2 separate regions of the Sus scrofa genome follow, and region 1 is linked to region 2. A link is a contact called in public HiChIP or PLAC-seq data. All regions are on one chromosome and are shown on one strand. The core of a region is the stretch at or near the end of the contact, and the rest is flanking DNA. Distances in the headings are between cores, read along the strand shown. Region 1 has its middle 150 kb from the start of NR2F2. Region 2 has its middle 15 kb from the start of NR2F2.

Evidence for each region. HiChIP or PLAC-seq counts read pairs in DNA pulled down with a chosen protein or histone mark.
Region 1: an H3K27ac HiChIP or PLAC-seq map of skeletal muscle shows a contact between it and region 2. The contact joins two enhancer-like sites. A contact is called at or near these places in 1 of 47 Hi-C or Micro-C datasets (embryonic fibroblasts) and 1 of 2 datasets of contacts at active chromatin or transcription factors (skeletal muscle).

Annotation. Positions count from the first base shown.
Region 1 is chr7:83,238,793-83,243,566 of Sscrofa11.1, reverse strand. No RefSeq gene overlaps it. Among named protein-coding and RNA genes, the nearest start is that of NR2F2, 150 kb to the right of the region's middle. Within about 2 kb of position 2,781, at least 5 of the 83 cell types and tissues checked have an H3K27ac peak or open chromatin away from gene starts, as enhancers often do. A contact at or near this core is called in skeletal muscle, where this site is marked.
Region 2 is chr7:83,072,391-83,077,165 of Sscrofa11.1, reverse strand. It overlaps a transcript of NR2F2 not described here. Among named protein-coding and RNA genes, the nearest start is that of NR2F2, 15 kb to the left of the region's middle. Within about 2 kb of position 2,020, at least 42 of the 83 cell types and tissues checked have an H3K27ac peak or open chromatin away from gene starts, as enhancers often do. A contact at or near this core is called in skeletal muscle, where this site is marked.

The sequences.
Region 1 (4,774 bases), core at 1,532-4,031, 170 kb before region 2:
TGTATCTCGGGGCCCTTTCTCTCTGATCCAGGAGAGAGGGAAAGATTCTGTTTTATATCTACAGCTACCTCTGGGCTCCACAGCTGATTTTTGCCCCCTTGGTAACTTCATTCCCACCCCTCAGGGAATGAGCCCAGAAGTGAAAGCAAGTGTGGCTCATAGATTCTAATATTATAGACTATTAGGGCTCAACAGGACCTGAGAAGTGATCTTGTCCAATGAGGCCCACAAAGGTTCCATTCCTCTGTCTACTTGACAAAAACTTTGATAAGCCCTCCTTATCTCAAAGTTTGTTTCTAAATTTGATTTTCCAAATAATTACTGAACCCCTTCTACATTAAAACTAACAGCTGTACCATTCAAAGAAATATACTTCTTATTCATATGCTGTTTGTTTATGAAAGAAATCAACTAATCTTCCAAAAGATACTATCCTTGATTCTACCTGTCCTCAGTAAGAGAACAGGTAGGTATGAAAAAGGAAAATAGCCTTACACTAACATGCCCTGGGATTTTAAACTCAACTCTTAGAAGAAGAATCCTCTATTTGTTTGGGCCCTCTTATAAATCAGTGTTCCACTTGGCATTAGTCACTGTCATCAACCTGATTTATCCAGGGTTAAAATCCAAACATGGGAGCTCCTGCTGTGGCAGATGGGTTAAAGATCTGGCTGCAGCTGCTTGGGTCACTGCAGAGGTGCAGGTAGGGTAAGGATCTAGCACTGTTGCAGCTGTGGTGTAGTCATGGCTGCAGCTAGGGTTCGATCCCTGGCCCAGAAACTTCCATGTGCTGCAGGAGCAGGCAAAAAAGAAGAATTAAAAATGCCAAACTGAACAAGTCTGAAGGTTGTCATACAAAATGGAAGAAAGGACCATGGAGAGCTGGTTTTAGGCTGCTCAGTTCTCCCCCTGCTACTTCCTTTCCAGGCTTATTTCTATCTAGCTAATCTCTGTCCCACCCCCATGGTCCCATATATAGGAACAAGGGCATAACACAATCTCCAGGGATCACTAAAAATAAAAGAAGGAAAAGAGTTTAAAAAAAAAAAAATAGACGAGTGCAATTTAACAATTTACAGTTCCAAGAGATCTGAATGTTAATTAAAATATAAATGAGTCCTTCATTACTGCTTTTATAAGGCTACCACTACACATAAAATGTAGATTTAGGTGTAAATTATATATATGTCTGTGTGTATATATATATATATATATGTGTGTGTGTGTGTGTATGTATATACACACATATTCATTTCAATGTCCTTCTCTGAGAAAGTCAAAGTGCTTTCATATATATGAATTTAAAATCATGAAACTCCAGTGCAGCAGAGAATAGTAGAGCAAGCAAGATACAGAAGCACCTAAAAGCATAGTCAGAAAGAGAACTAGATTCAAATGTATCTGAAACATTGGTATCTATATGACCTGGGGCAAAACCCTCCTATTAGCTGCTACTCAGAGCACAGTAGTCAAAATGAAATGCAAATTGGTTCAACCACTGTGGAGAACAGTATGGAGGTTCCTTGAAAAACTGAAAATAGAATTACCATATGTTCCAGCAATCCCACTCCTGGACATATATCCAGAGAAAACTGTTAATTCAAAAAGATACCTGCACCCTATTTACAATATCCAGGACATGGAAGCAACCTAAGTGTCCATCATCAGAGGAATGGATAAATAAGATGTGGTACATATATATAATGGAATATTATACAGCCATAATAAAGAATGAAATAATGCCATTTGCAACTACATGGATGAACCTAGACATTATCATACTAAATGAAGTAAGCCAAACAAAGACAAATATCATGATATTGCTTCTATTTGGATTCAAAAACAAGATGCAAATGAACTTATTTACTAAAGAGAAATAGAGATCCACAGACATGGAAAACAAATGCACGGTTACCTGAAGGGAAAGGGGGGTAGGCATAAACTTGAAGTTTGGGATTAACATATGCACACTACTATACATAAAATAAATAAACACCAAGACCCACTGTATAACACATGGAACTATATTCAATATTTTGTAATAATCTATGAGAAAATTATTATTATATAAAATTATTATATGAAAAAGCATATATCTGAAACAGTATGTTTTATACCTGAAACTAACACATATTGTGAATCAACTGTATTTCAATTAAAATAGAAACAACAACTAGGACTTCCTGCTATGGCCCAGTGCATTAAGAATCTAAGAGCTGGAGCACTGGGTTAAAGGATCCACCATTGCCACAGCTGTGGTATGGGTTGCACCTGTGGCTCAGATTCAGTCCCTGGCCTGGGAACTTCCACATGCCCCATGTGCAGCCATTAAAAAAAAAAAAGACATTTCTAGAAGTAAAGCATTGTATTTGATACACAATAGGTACTCAATAAATGGCAAATGGTTTATAAATATTATTACTATATGGGGGAGGGGAGCTGGGGCATAAGAAATGAACTAATTCAGAGTCATTCAAGCCCCAGTGGTATCACAACAAATGTCATAACAAATGTTCTCAATGTACAGCATGGACTGTTTTCATCCACATGACAGTACGCACTGTTATGAGCTTATTTTCCCTGAACTGACCTGTTCCTATGACCCACATTGTCATCTCCCCAAACCTTCCCTCTTCCTTCACACACACACACACACACACACACACACACACACACTCTCTTACCGCTTAATTGCCTGTCGTTTTAGCTTCCAGAAGTAACCTCACAGAGCTAAATATAGCTCTGTCCTTGCCAACCAACAAGCCTTTAAAGGAGTTAAATTGCCTTGCTCTTTTACTCCCTACCCAAACTTGATCTCAAGCTCTATGAAAGAAGAGCACTGAGGGCCTTCTATGATCTTCAAATGTTTAGCAACTGATGCGTTGTCCATTGCTCAAGAGGTTTTGTGTACTGCTACTTAATCCTTGTTTCAGTTACAACCCCTGTAGGGAAATTTGAGTCCTGTACACGAGTTCTTCATTTATTTCTGAGCCCAGATAATTCTAGGATTACCACTTAGAAAATTGGAAGAACAGACTTCTGCATAGTTACCAGGCAGACAATATTGAAAAAAGGGGCATGTAGAAGACCGGTCTTGGTGACAAGGTTAGGGATAGCTATTGTGACTCAATCCCATTAGCAACAACATTACACTCATTAAGCAAACCCTAGAAGTGAAGAGAAACTTCGCCCTCCCACTCCCCCTCCCCATTTCCTCTCCTCCAGAAGGAAGGCTCCTTCAAACACAGGGGATTCCTGGCCCAGGAAATCCTTCTCCGGAGTAAATCACAGAGCACTCCCAGGACGAGCAGCTCCAAAACCAGAACATACTGCGAAGGACACATGCCATTCTCCAAAAATCTACCAGCGTACCCCATTCATAAGCTTCCTCTCTCTTATTTCTTCAGTGACCTTTATGGCTTGGAAAATATTCCTTTGTGTTAACGCAAACACAAACTATTCTGCAAGCATCATTCAAGAATTTAAGGATTCTATTAATCTGATGTCTTAATTGTTATTGAGAAGAGGAAACAGGAGTGCCTTTGTTTCCCGAATGACCACAGGCTTCTAAAAAGTGGCCCACAGAGTTGGGCGTTTGCATCTCAAATTGCAGGCAGCCCTGTGCAGTGGAACTTTAGAGTAACAAATTCCCAGACATTAAAAGAGGCATGGAAAGAACAGAAAGTTGGGTAAATCCAAAGTGAACTGAAGTTTTTCTCCCACATCTCCATTCATCTTGAAGACAGTTTTAAGATAATGATTAACAAATGTGTATTTCAAGACTAAAGACATTAATTGGGCTAGCAAATAGTGAAGCCACACACACACACACACACACACACACACACACAATGCTGAACATGCATCAAAAAAGAAAGAAAAAAATCTTGCAACAAAAGAAAGAAATAAAAATCAGTGTAATTTAATGATAGTATACTATGAACTTACTATTTATGAGGCATTGAGAATCCAGGCACAGAAAAAGAAGTAAGATTTAACTACTGTCTCCTAAGTGTTTACTTTCTATTAGGAAAGGATAAATCAAGTACAGAAATATCTATAATACAGGCTAAATAAAAGAAATGCTACCCCAAAGGGAGAGAAGACATCCAACTGAGCTGAGAGAAAGGCATATGGAACCAAAAGTACCTCCATGGAGTTGAGCTTTAGGAACCTGGCAAAAATTGATCTTGGAAAGAAGATTGAATATTCTGGTTGAAGAAATAAAGATACCCTAAGATAGAGAGGTAGACAGATATGAAGAGTTTCAGGGAAATTGAGCAATATTTTGGATTGAGCATAGGATGTTTATGAGTTTAGTGAAAACAGAAAAAAATAGATTATGGGTATCTTGAAAAGAATAGTTTACACTTAATTTGAGAGTTAACTAGTAACTGATAGTTTCTGAGCCCTGTAATACTGTGATCTGAGATAATTTTTGTGAAGAAATATACAGTAGTAGGCAAAGAAACGCACTCATTTATGCCCTCATTCAAGAGATGTTAACTGAACACTTACCATGTGCCAATCCTTGGGCCAATGTAGTCTAGCTGGGAAGGAAAAGTTATAGTATGTGAACCTTACATAAAAGAAACAAATAGATAAAAGAAGTAGGATCTATAGGACTTGAGAACTTACCAAGGATAAGTGAGGAAAGTGGAGGAGAAAGGTGAACTTCAAGTTTTGGGGCCAAAGATAACGAGAAAAGGGGTGGGATGGGGGCAGGGAAGTACAGGTGTTGGGGAGTTAGGAAGGGAGATAGTGGGAGGAGCAG
Region 2 (4,775 bases), core at 771-3,270:
CTTGAGATCAGTATCTATTTTATGATCAGGAAAAAATACTGTTTTGTACATTTCTGACAGTTACGCAAAAGCCCGTTCAAGCAAGCTAATCACAGCCTTGTAAATAGAAGGCAGTTGTTTGCAATGAGTTTTTCCTTAAGTAAGTGTGATTTTTAAAAATATTCTGTGGTTCTCATCTAGTGTGGTTGTTGAGAGGATTTCAAATTCAGTGATATAGCTTAGAGCGGCTGAAGGGTTTATTTTTAATGTATATATGATAACTTGCAGTTGGCCTGCCCCCCCCCCAAGTTCATTCTGTGAGAGCGTGACCACAGGTCAAGGGAATCTTTTCCATTGGAGTTATGTACATAAAAACACATCGACATTTTGACATTTCAGATTGTGTAGATATAATCTGTACTGCTCTTGGGATCCTTTGTCCTTAAAAGCCAAATTAAGAAAAAGAAGAGAAAGAAAGAAGGAAACTTTACAGGGTGTGCAGATTTGGAAGTAGTAACTATTTTGTTTTGGAGTCTCTCCCCCCCCCCCTTCTCTTTTCCTGGTTTAGAGGAAGCTCAGTGTGTGGGAGCTTGCAATTTTTGTTCTTACTGAGGCTTTGCAGCACCCCCACCGCCATCATACATCACTATGGTTGTGGTTTAATTTTAAAAGGGGGTGGGTAAGGGGATGTGAAAGAAAAGGATCATTTTGTAAAGTGTATTAAACTTTGATACTCAGTTCCAGTCAATACATGTAGACCGGAAAAATCTGTCTGATTTGTGCATTTGAGCAGAGTTCTCCATCTGACCCTCAGCTTCTTTCTGTAGATATATACATACATAAATATAAGTATGTTCTTATGGCAGAACATCGCTGACCTCTAGATTGAGGTTTTGTAGCTTGTTGTTTATTTTCTTCTCTTGCAAGTGCTATCCATGTGAGTGTGTGAAGTTTCTCTAATAAGTAAAACACAGGCCCTTTTCCTTGTTTGTTTTGTGTTAGTTTATTGTAAACAGCCATTTGTTGTAAATTATTATTGGCATTAAATTATAATTTATGATTTTCAAAGCAAAAGACAGTCCCTGTTTTATTCTGCTTAAAGCATGTGTTCTAGACGTTGGAAATCTCTCTCTCACTCTAAGTTTCAGCAATGAGCTTGGGGTCTGCGAGGCAGAAAAACAGGACCCAAAATTTTTCAAACGGTTAAAACAAAACCCCTTGTATATGTTTAGAGTGGCCGGAGGAGGATCTGTTTAGAGTCTTGAGTTTGGTTTAAGTTTATTGCATTTAAAGAAAGTTTTTCTTTTCACGCTGAGTTAGAACAAAAGATCTTTGCTTCGACTGAATTGGACAAAAGACGAGGGCTGGGACCCAGCGAGTGCGTTCTGTGTGAAATTGACGAGATCTTTAAAAAAGCTGCTAAACATGGCGACTCTTTCCCTTTAAGTGTCTCTTTTTCCTTGCTGGGTTTTTTTTTCCCCCCTATCTGATCTGAGCTCGCTTTATTTCTTTTCCCAACCCCGCTCCCCCTCCTCCTCTTGGCGCTCGGGGGTGTGAGAGAACCCAGTTAGACGCGAAATGCAACAATAGTCCGAGGAGAGAGAGAGAGGGGCGATCGCTGCTTCTCGTCACTTTCAAACAAACCTGGGGAATGACTGAGCTGGGGCGGGGGGGGGGGGGGGCTGGTTCCTAGCCTGTTCGCTCGGCTCGCGGCCGCCCTGCCTCGGCCTTTCACTATTAGTTCTCTCCCGGCCGCCAGGGGCTGGGGCTCAAAGTTAGCGGGAGACGTCCGGGGCTGGTTCCGCGGAGACGGCTGGGTTAGCATCCGGCCGGCTGCAGGGACCGGGGCCTGGAGTTGGCAGCAGCTGAGGAAAAGTGCCTGCCCCCCAGCCTCCGCCCCCCACTTACGTGCGGCGGAATTCCGCCAGCGCCCCCGGAAAGTCCGGGGTGCCGGGCGCTCCGAGCTGCTCTCCTAGGATGTGCAAGAAGCGGCGACAGGCGGGGGGCGGAGGCGGGGGGCGGTCAGGGGGAGCTCGAGCGTGTGAAACTCTGCCTCGAAGCTCGCTTTTGACTTGGTCCTATGAGCTGAGCCAACATGGCGTCTCCCACTGCACCGCGAGCGCCGGGCTGCCAGGCACGGCAGGGCCGGGTAATAGAAAACACATTGGTTACCAAAAAGAAAAGGGGGGGGGGCGGCTAAAGGCCATTCCATCTGCAGGCAGAAAACCCTCTTTTAAACTCTAGCTGGCGAGTGAGTGCGGTCCTCGATTATTCTGTAATTAAAGCAGCAGAATTGGTAGGGAACATATTGGTAATACAGTATCCCCTTATCTCTGCGCCCCCTCCCCCTTGTAATAGGGAGAGTTTATTTCAGGTCTCCTCTCCCAACAGGAACCAAATTAGAAAAAGTCTGTATTCTCCACAGATCTTAAATGTTTGAATGGTATAGGGGAGGGGGAGGCCAGTATTTAACAGACCTCGGTCAGTTCTCGCGCTCATTAATGCAGGGGCCGTGCAGGGGGAGGGGGTGTGCCGGGACCACCCCCTACACACACCCGCCGAGCTGAGGGGTGGGGGCCGGGCTTCGATCCCCGCCGGACGTGGGCACAACTTGCTGCTTGCGTGGCAAAGTTAGGGGAAAGGTGGCTTTGCGGGGGGCAGAGAGCTGACTGCCGGTGCGCAGGGGCCGAGGGCCGATTCCGGGCTGGGGGTCGCAGGTCCTAGAAATGTGTGAGGCGGCATGGACGGCGCCCCTAATAGGAGCGCTTCTACATCGGGGGTCCCTTTTAATAGGTTTGAGAGGAGGCGAGGTCTGCCATGGAACAGACCTGACCTCCCAGAGAGGGTCTTCTGAGGGCCTCTGGGGAAACAGTGGTTTGGCCCTGGTCGAGCTCTCAGGCGCTGGGGGAATGGCCCCTTACGGTCCAATACGAGCTCTGGCCCAGGCCTGGAGACCCTTACCCTCAGCCGCCTGGGAGGGGAGCGAGTTTCTCTCTGAATTCCGGGCCTCGTCGAGATTTATTGAAGTTAGGTTTAAAAAACGTGCTTCAGATGATTTTTCCCATTTTCTCAGATTTCAAAGGCTCCCTGCAGTGCGGCTGCCTAATTAATGGTGAAATTCAACTAAATCTAATTATGCAGTAATTTTAAAGCAGTTAGTGCTGGGCGTTGGTTTGTAATAGGACCCCAGTTTTTTAAAGTTTGCTTACTGTGTTGGTTTAGGGGAAAGCCATCTTTTGTATAGCAAAGAAAGACAGGGAAATAGTTTTGCTGCGTGAACCAGAGGACTGAGAACTGCCCCCACCCTCCACATTTCCATCCTCACTTCTATCTATCTCCCTTTCTTTCTCTCTCTTTCTCTCCTGGGCTCCTGCTCAAAATCTGAGCGAGGTGCTAACCCAGCAAGGAGACCTGGTTTCATAGCCAAAGGGGAAAAGGGAGAATTTTTCATAAGGAGACACAAAGGGGCTTGGTATCTGCCCTCCTGGATGCATCTGTAAATGCCTGAAAACAGGGAAGGGGGACTCTCATCTCCTCTAATAGAGAACAGATTTCCTCTCTTTAACATCCATTGTCATTAAGGCGAAAAGCTGACTCTTGGAGTTATAAATCTTATCATCCTTCTGATAACACACTTGTAATAAGTTAGTGTCTTATTCAAAGTGAATTGTAAAACTGCCTCATTTAATATGGCATCTGTGTCGTTAAAACTTTTAAGTCCCCCCCACCTCCTTTGAGTCTTGTAGGCCTGGCATGTGGGCAAGCGCTGAGGTGCCTACTGGGCCTCTGGGGTAGGACCAAGGGGGAAGGAGGTGTGAGAGATGGGATTCAGCTTCTGGATCTTAGTCTGGGGTGAGAGACCCCTGAGGCAGAGAGGGCCTGGGGGGGGGTTTGCTGTATCCCCCTTTCCCATCCCCCTGAGAGGCCCCCTCGAAATGACGTTCCTTGAAAGAAACATGCTTGTGATTAGCTAAGCAAACACATCTGCTTTCGGAGTTGGGCCTTCGTTAATTAGCTGAACAAAGGGCCGTTTTGCTTTTTACCTTTTGCTGGGGGAGAGTGTGTTATTTCAGGAGTGTCGCGGGCCCTCCTCTTTTCAATTGCAGCCACGACGTTAATTTTATTGGGATTACTGATGGGAAATGAGGTGGCGCAGGCTTCCGAGAGGAAAAGCTTGATCATTACCCCCTTTGGAACTATATTTTTCCACCCAACCTCCTGTTCGCGAGGAGGGGGTGGGGGGCGAACTGCGCAGCAAGTTCGGAGCAATTGGAATCAGGCTCGCCGAATGCTGATATCGGGTGACAGAGCGTGTGTTGAAGCTGAACTCTATAATTTGCGCTTCTGTTTCTTTATTAGGCCTGGACAACGAACTAATGAGCTTTGGCCCAGCACAGTGTCACCTGTATTTATTTTCTTATGGCAACTTTGAGATAGCGGAAGTGTTCCTTACCAGGAGCCAGGGAGGGCCGGGTGTCCTGACCGAGGCTGTCACCCGCCGGCCAGGGTTGGTGGCTGGGGCCCCGGGGAGCGAGGGCCCGGTGAGGGCGAGCGTAGAACTGATGGAGCCAGAGGACTGGGCCTTTAGGTGAGGCCCTGGGGCACACAGGAAGGGGTTAGGCCCTTTGGAGGCCCAGGCATTCCTGCAAGCCCAGCTCTCTGAGATTGAGGTCGAGGGGCGAGGGGCAAGCCTAAGGCAGGTCCCCAGGCAGGGTGATGGTCGGAGGTGCAAAGGTGGCTTGGCTTCCTCCAGGCCGGGGGAGGAGGAGGGATCCATCAGCAGAGCGTGTCGGGCC